Regions from separate parts of the Gossypium hirsutum genome. Here all the other regions are linked to region 3. The links are chromatin contacts, called in public Hi-C maps. All regions are on one chromosome and are shown on one strand. Each heading gives the region's core, a stretch centred on a gene start, on an enhancer-like site or on the middle of the called end of the contact. The rest is flanking DNA. Distances are from core to core; before and after follow the strand shown. Region 1 holds the start of LOC107933933 (disease resistance protein RPS5). Region 2 holds the start of LOC107933912 (putative disease resistance protein At4g10780). Region 3 holds the start of LOC107933885.

Region 1 (2,852 bases), core at 70-2,569, 150 kb after region 3:
CCTATTCCTCAAAATTTACAATTTATTCTATAATTTAATCCTTTTTCATTTTTAGCTTAAAAATCTATCAATTTAATCCCTAATACTAAATTATTCAACATCAACAACACTTAAAAACTTAATAATTGCTAAAATTTCGACATGGGTCGAGTAATACTTAATATCAAGATTCCAAAAACATAAAAATTACTAGAAAATAGACTAAATTGACTAACCAATTGAACTTTAAAATTTTGAAGCCCCTAAGGCCGTGCATCTGCTTCTTTTCTTGCATCTGCTTCTTTTCTTCTCACTTTTTCTTTCTTTCTTTTTCTTTCTAATTTTCTTCTTTTTTTTATTCATTCATTTAATACATTTTTGTTTTATTATAATTATATAATATATATACTTAATAATTAAGTAACATATTATAATATAATTTATAAATTAAATTTCTATATAATATATATCACTAACCGTCCCACTTAAAGAACAATGGTAAAATTTATTCTTTAGTCCCTTTAATTATTCTTGAATCATGGTTTAGTCAAATTTATCATCTTTAAATTTGAGATCTAGTCTTTTAAATTTTAATTTGACATATCCTCTACTTTCATAATATCATTTGTTAGTCTAAATAATTAATATCAAATAATTATTTCAACTAAATGCTAATTTGGTTGTTTCTTAAAAACATTGCATCACACATGATGAGTTGGAAGTGTGTTTTAAGAAAAAATCTACTTCAATTAATAAGCTATTTGAATTAGCTATGATATTATAAAAATAGATGACCAAATTATGTTACATTAAAAAGTAGATGGATTAATTTTTAAATTTGAGCATAACACAAAAATTATCCAAAATTAACTTTGACTTGTCTATTAATATAATAGGGTAAACTACATCACAGATCACTTTTGGTCATTCAACTACCATTTTTTTAATTTGATCATCTAACTATTGTACTTTTTCTTTTTAGTCACTCAACTATTTTTTTTTAAATTTGGACATACAACTAATTGAAATTGTTTTTTTTTTCATTTCCATTTAGTGTCGTTAAATATTTGACGAGAAAATGACTTGACAGTTAAAAAATTAATATAACAACAAATTTAACCCAACTTTTATATATTATATTAATTTTTTATTTGTCACGCGACCTTCTCATCAGAAATTTCATGGCACTTGACAAAAATATATCCAAAAAAAGAAAAAATCTAATTTAATTAAATGAAAAAAAGAATAAGCAATAATGTAGTTTACCTATATAATTTATAAGATGTGGGCCGAACCCAACGGCCTATATAATGTTTTATCACGTGGGAATGTAAAATTCCGAGACTGCCCTGCAATCATTTAAGCAAGTCAACTGAAGTCAAGCTGATCTCTTTTGCTGAAATACCGGTATATTTTTCATCATTTAGGCAAACCATTCCAGAGTTGATATTAAAGAAAAAAACAGGAGACACAGTGACGCCAAGGTAACTTACATTTTCCACAGTAGTTAAGTATATTTATTTGTTAAGTCTGAATCAATATCTATTTTGAATCGCTTTTCTGTGTAGTAGGTTACTCGCAACAAATTCGTATAATCAAACGCTTTTATCGTTTGCTTGATCTGAGTGTAATATTTCAGGTAAGCTTTTCTTTCATTTTAAAAGAAGGAAGATGATGGGTGTGGGTTTGAGAATAATCTGATTTCTTCTTTGTTTAAGCTATGGGTTTTGGAGGAATTTTAAAGATCTGGCTTCCCAGTTTCGCAACAATCTTACCTTTAATAGTTTTTTTTTTTTTTTAAATCTTAAAGTCATTGAACAATATAATATAATATAATATAATATAATAACTAGAGTAGATTATATAGATCTATAATAATTAAACCTCCTCTGCTTTCTCCGGTCTGTGTTTTCAGGCCCCTTAGACTTTTGTCTAGCATTTTCCTTTTTTGAACAACTTTTGAGAACTGTCCTCCACTGTTTGTAACTTTTTTATAATGAAAGTTTCTTTCATAAAAAAATCATAATTAGAAAAACGTATTACTTGATTGGGTGAGAGAAAAAGACTATATAGGCAAGGTACTCACATTTTTATTTTAAATCATTTCAAAAAAAAATTGTTAATTTAGTTATCTTAAGATAAAAATTAATTAAATTGATCATTCTACTAATAAATGGTAATAAAAGATTAATGGTATATTTTCACATTAATCACTCTAAAATTAAGATAAATTACTCTTTAGTCACTCTATTTAAAGATTATTGCTACATTGGTTTACCCAATATATTTAAAAGTGGATAACATTTGACATGTTAGTTTGATAATTTGACAACTTTTTTCAATTTTAGCCCTTATAATGATATTAAACTATAATATTGTATTACGTTATTACCTAAATTTTTTTTATAAAAATTACAAAATTTTAGTGATGTCATGACATAATATTGGAGTGCCATGTTATCACATAAATCAAAGTTGAAAAAATTGTCAAGTTTCAAGACTAACGTGAAGAAAAGTATAAAGACTAAATTAAGAATTAACAAATTCATAGATTAAATGTTGCTTTATCCTATATAAAAAGAATCTCAATTCAAGGCTACAATCATTTATAACTCTTTTTTTTTAAAATTATTTGATATAACTCAATTTAGGGTGTGTTTGATAATAGAGGTGATCATGAGTCGTGACCATGTAAAAATTTAGGTCTATTTGCTAGGTCCAGGCTCGACCTTAAAATATGGGCTTAAAAATTTGTCCAAGCTCAACTGAGATAAAATTGCTAAAACTCGGGCCCGACTCTGCCCGCCCATATTAAATTTTTTATTTATATTATTTTTACATAATTTTTAAATATATATAATACATCAAAAATA
Region 2 (2,992 bases), core at 189-2,688, 220 kb after region 3:
ATTTTTGTGCTGCTGTTGTGTGTTCTTTTTGTTTTACAGGTGGTGGTTGAGCAGAGAAAGAGGTGTGCTGGTCAAAAGGGTACGACGCACATGGAGGAGCGATGCATAGGGACCTAGGTTTTCTGATTTACTGAAAACCTAGTTTAGGTTTTGGGCCAACGGGTCTATTTTGCATTTGGGTTAGGGTTTGCTGATAAATTTGGTAATTTGGGTTTTGTAATTTTACTCTTGAGTTTTGTTTATTATTTTGGTGTTTCTGTTTGGGTTGAATGGGCCATGGCAAATTTGGCCCGTTACATTCAATATTTACAACTGCATTTAAAAGTACCGTCGAATGGTTGATTTCGTGAAGTTGGTTTGATCCAGCAGTTGTGTAGAATTTGTGATCAAACATTATTTTGGTTTAACACCCATGTAGGATTCTATATGAAAGGTATTTAATAAAAGAAGATATTGATATGTTTTTAAAGCACCTTGAAAGCCAACAAGAAGACGAGTTAGCAACGTTGCAGGCCTCTATAATGATGAACTAATAATGGAACAAAATCAGGGATGAGAGGACAGGTTAGATAACACCGCCTTGGGGTATTTTGTTCAATCCCTAATACTTCCTTGGTTGTAAAAGAAATTTGTTTTTGGTATTAATATCTAACCTATTTAAAACTCCCCTAGTATTAATTAATATTGGTTAATAAGCTGGTGGCAGACAAAGGTCGGTGGAGTTCAGCTGGTACGTACTTTTCCACCAAAGTTGTCGACAGCTATGCGCAAATAAAGGTCGAGGGAGAAAGAAGGAGAAGCGAGAGGATGGAAAATTTGAAGTATTAAATTCAGATTATTAGTAGATTTTGAGGTTTAATTTTTAAAAATTATAAGGGTAAATTTTTAAAATAGTCACATTTATTTTTTTCAAATTATATTTTAGTTATTTATATTTAAAATAAATAAAAAGTTAAGGATCAATTGTATAGTTTAATTTAAAATTTAACGTGTCATGTCAGCTTATCATTATATTATTAATGGTAATTATTGTCCAGTGAATAAAATGTTACAACATGATAACGTAAATAATTAAAACGTAACATTTCAAACATAAGCGACTAAAATATAATATAAGAAATAAAAATAATTATTTTGATAGTTTATCTAAATTATAATTAAATTGATAGAATATATAAAAATTTAAAACCAATTTATTATTATACTCATTTTTAATTATCATGTCACCTTCTTGTCAAAAATTTAATAGCACTTAATAAAGATATATAAAAAATAATTTCATCTAGTTGGATGAAAAAAATAAGAGACAATAATTTTCTTTTAACATTAACCTCATTAAAAATTCTTATAATATCTATTTTTATATAATATTTAAAACTTTCTGTAATGCGTCCGCAAAACATTTCAACATATTCAAACAAACGAATAATTAGAAGATGTGAGCCCAACCTAATGGCCTAAAATATTTTATCATGGGGGAATTTAAAATTCCGAGATTGCCCTGCAATCATCTAAACAAATCAAACTCAAGTCAAGCTGATGTCCCTTTTCTTGTTCAACATTGGCTGCTGAAATACCAGTATATTTCTCATCATTTAGGCAAACAGTTCCAGAGTTTATATTAAAGGAAAAAAAAAAACAGCAGACGCGGTGAAGCAACGCCAAGGTAACATACATTTTCCTCAGTAGCTAAGTATATTTGTTAACTCTGAATTAATATCTGATTTGAATCGCTTTTCTGTGTAGTAGGTTTTGAATATTACTCCCAACAACAAATTCGTATAATCAAACGCTTTTCTTGTTTGCCTGATCTAAGTGTAATATTTCAGGTAAACTTTGTTTTATTTTAAAAGATGAAAGACTATGGGTGTAGATTTGAGAATAATCTGATTTCTTCTTTGTTTGAGTTTAGGGTTTTGGAAGGATTTCAATTCTGACATACATGATTTGAGTTCCCAACAATCTCTATATTTAATAATTTTTAAAATAATATGTGCCATGTTATCATATAAATCAAAATTGAGAAAATTATAAATTTCGAAAATAACAAGAACAAAAATATAAAGATTAAGTTAAGAAAATTATCAAATTATTAAATGCTACTTTTTTTCTATATAAAGAATCTCAATTTAGGGCTGCAATCATTTATAATATATTTATTTTAAACTACTTGATATAACTTGATTTAGGGTGTCTCTAGTAAATTATTAAATTTTTATTTTATTCAAAATGAAAATTCTCAATATTAGGGTCTATTTGGACATCATAAAGTAATTTGATGAAAATATAATTATTAAGTAGTAATTACACTCTCGTGTAATTATAAAGAATTGTAATTTTCTAAACGTGTTTGACTAATAGAGCATAATTACATCATGCACTATAAAAGAAATTTTAAACGAATAAGAGAAACTAAAATCAATCATCATATGTAATATGTTAATCTAAGAAAGTAGTCGATAATACAATTACTAATAAAAATAGTAAGAAAATAAATATCATATACATTTTTATCTAATTACTCTAGTATTTCATATTTTACATAATTTTACCTAACTACTAATAATAATTAAAGTTATTTTTTTATACAACCTCTTTTGATTTAGTCCCCTTTTTTCTTTGCTATACTATTAGTCCTAAATACCTAATTAAAACCTAAAAAGAAGCTTAAAATTAATAAATTTATAAATCCAGAAAAATGGTTAGGTTGACAACATCAATTCCAATGACCTTACTCTTTGCAATAAAGATAATACCAATTTCAAACTTTAGTGTTCTTGTGCCTTGACTCGTATAGAGAGGTGGTTAAAATTTTTGTTAATAAACACCCATTTGGCATGGGTTCAAACCATGTTATCCTCATCATGTACCCCTAATATTTTATTTAAAAAAAAAGAAAATAAGCCATTGTGAGTGCAAAAATCTAAAAAAATTTATAACTACTTTTTAAAATTTTTAATTTTTAATAATTTATATTTACCTTTTTAGTTTA
Region 3 (2,700 bases), core at 113-2,612:
TCACTCCATAACCCAAATTGATCCTGCCCTAGCCAATAAAAAAGCACCACATTGCCACCTCAATAAAATATGATTAAAAATTTTATATTCATGGAAGAAGTAAATTTATGAAATTGGTTAACTTGTGGAGAATGAAGTCTATTCTACAAAATCAGAGTTTTAAGATACCAAGGCAGCAGGCAGCTTCCATTGAACTAGCAATGTCCCTGCATACCAAGCATCTCAGTCAGACCTTTTAGTCTCTCGGTTCCTTCACTAATCAGGAAGCGAATCTTTTGTCTATCCTTGCAATCTCGATTACTCTCCATCTCTTGTCTAATGACCTGTTTCAATTCAGCTGCATAAACCCATTTCTTTTCAGGCAATGCAAACTAAAACTTGGTTTTTAAAACTCACAATCCATTTCAAGCAATAAGATTTTCACCTCTAGAATCATGAGGAGCCTTTCGAGCAGCCCGTAGAGATTGTCTATAAAGCTTCAGCACTCGAGCACGAAGCAGAAAGCCCTGCAAATCCATGGAGAGAACCACAACTGATTCTCTTCCTTTGAAAAGAAAACATTGCTTCAAGATCTAATTTCCAATTTAAAAATTGAGGGGAACAAGGTTTGGCTTCTTTGTAAATCACTAAACATCAATTCATTTCCAAGGAAGAAAGTAGTGAATTTGTTTACAGAGTAAAGAATCAAACTCCTCAGTCGAATAACTATTCAAGATCAATCAAATAAATAAAAACAGAGAATGAGAAGAAATTTAGGGCAGTTTCCCTGAACATAAACATGAGAATTATCACAAAACATGAAAATTCTTGAGGCTGCCCCATAAAAACTTACTCTAGGCCGGGTGAAATTGAATTCTCACATCAATTTTTTTACTAAGCAAGAACTCATTTGGAACGGCCAATTCTTCAAGAATGATAAAAAGATCGTCTTTTCAAAAGGAAAAACACACGCTTAATTAACATAAAAAACTGAAAATCTCAGGGAATGTATAATTACCTTTCTGAGAACCTTGCAAGAGTAAGAAAATTTACTTGCAAAAAAACCGAAAGGAATTATTTTAGGGTTTGATTTCTGCCGGCAACGGAACAAGAGCGGCACTGCTTATAATAAACTTCGCTCTGTTCTCTCAAAGGCATTCTGGAAAACCCTAGATCGGCCTTTAATATTTATAACCTGATTATTTAGCTCCTTTTCCCTTTCTGTCCCTCGACTGCCCGTTGAACTTTTTCTTTTGAAATAATTTCACTAAACGTCCCCACACTATGGGGTCAGATTTTAAATTAGTCTCAATATTTTAAAATATTTTAATTGAGTCCAAATTATCATACTGTTCCAATCAAGTCCATACGTTAGCGATTCCATTGTCTGTTATATGTCTATTGGGGACATGTGTTACCATCTAGTTGGTACACAATTTTTATACTTTATTATTATTTTTTCAGTACTCCATTATTCTTTTTTTTATTTATAAATAATAGTTTATATGTTATAATTAATATAATTAATTAAAAATTATTTATTTGCATTAATTTTATAAAAATATTTTTAACTTTCTTTTTATATAAAAAACACATAATACAATTAATAATTTATATATTAATTTATTAATTTTATAAAAATTATTTTTTATATGTTTATTATGAAAAAAGAATAAAGAGCTCAATTGAGTTTTAGCATGATTGGCATGGGTTTTCTTGCCAATATAAGATGACATGAGTTTGAGTGCACTGGAGCATATTATCCTTTTTTTATAGGTTGGTCTTTTATAGGTTGGGGAGGGGTTATTAGTAGTTCTAAGTATTGTGTTAAAAAGAGCATATATGATCAGAATCTATAATGAAAAAGAGAGATGTGTGGTATTTTTGATTTTGACATGTCATTAATAGACATATAATAGAAAAATTAAGGGCAAACTCTAAAAAATAGTCCAATCAATTATGTTTTTAGTTCTATTTTGGTCATAACTATTAATTTTTTTGATTTAGTGACTCATATTTTCAAAATCAAATGTTTTACTTACTCTTTCATTAGTTGTCCTTAGATGGGTGAGGAAAAGGTGGTATAAAACTTTTTTATTGACCTAATAATAAATTTAGCCCTCCAATGTTTGCACATTCTATCAATTTGATCCTAAATCTAAAGATTTAACAAATTTAATCCTCAATGTTTATGAAATTTGTCATTTTAGTTCTAATTCTAAAAATTCAACAGGGGAGTGACTAAATTACTTGATTTTAAAAAGTTGAGTGATTGAATCGAAAAAATTAATAGGTGGGTGACCAAAATAGAACCAAATGCATAGTTGGATGACTATTTTTGTAGTTTACCCAAAAATGAATAAAATTGCTGATGGAAAAACATGATTAGAGGGATACTGATAATTTTGTAACTTAATTAAAATGTTTTAAATTTTAAACATCAATTCAGAATTTGACTATATTAATTTAGCAACATCTAGTGTAATTCACTCTTTTCTTTTTTTAAAAAGTCTAATTCTATATTTACTTTTAAACTATGTTAAAATTTGGGATTTAATTCCTCTACATTAATTTGGTTTAATTTGTTTTTTTTATGTTCAATTTGGTAACATACAAGTAAAAAGAATGCATATTTGTAGGTTTTTTCAACTTTGATATTATAGATTTTTATATTTTTTATTAAAATAAGTTTAAATGAAAGTTATTTCTCATAATACACTT

The links. Hi-C and Micro-C count contacts between places; a contact is called where the count stands out from the background.
Region 1: a contact with region 3 is called in a Hi-C map of leaf, with 1.5 times the contacts expected there. The contact joins the promoter of LOC107933933 here to the promoter of LOC107933885 in region 3. A contact is called at or near these places in 3 of 34 Hi-C or Micro-C datasets (callus and leaf).
Region 2: a contact with region 3 is called in a Hi-C map of leaf, with 4 times the contacts expected there. The contact joins the promoter of LOC107933912 here to the promoter of LOC107933885 in region 3. A contact is called at or near these places in 7 of 34 Hi-C or Micro-C datasets (callus, hypocotyl and leaf).

What each region holds. Positions count from the first base shown.
Region 1 is chrA01:4,353,736-4,356,587 of Gossypium_hirsutum_v2.1, forward strand. LOC107933933 (disease resistance protein RPS5) reads left to right here and starts at 1,320. Exons shown (of 3, transcript XM_016866256.2): 1 at 1,320-1,463; 2 at 1,551-1,618.
Region 2 is chrA01:4,426,395-4,429,386 of Gossypium_hirsutum_v2.1, forward strand. It overlaps LOC107933912 (putative disease resistance protein At4g10780), which reads left to right and starts at 1,439. Exons shown (of 2, transcript XM_016866213.2): 1 at 1,439-1,666. The region is part of intron 2 of LOC107933914 (E3 ubiquitin-protein ligase RZF1); the gene reads left to right.
Region 3 is chrA01:4,205,867-4,208,566 of Gossypium_hirsutum_v2.1, forward strand. LOC107933885 reads right to left here and starts at 1,363. Exons shown (of 3, transcript XM_016866190.1): 1 at 1,330-1,363; 2 at 425-544; 3 at 1-337. The coding sequence starts at 1,363. The coding sequence ends at 195.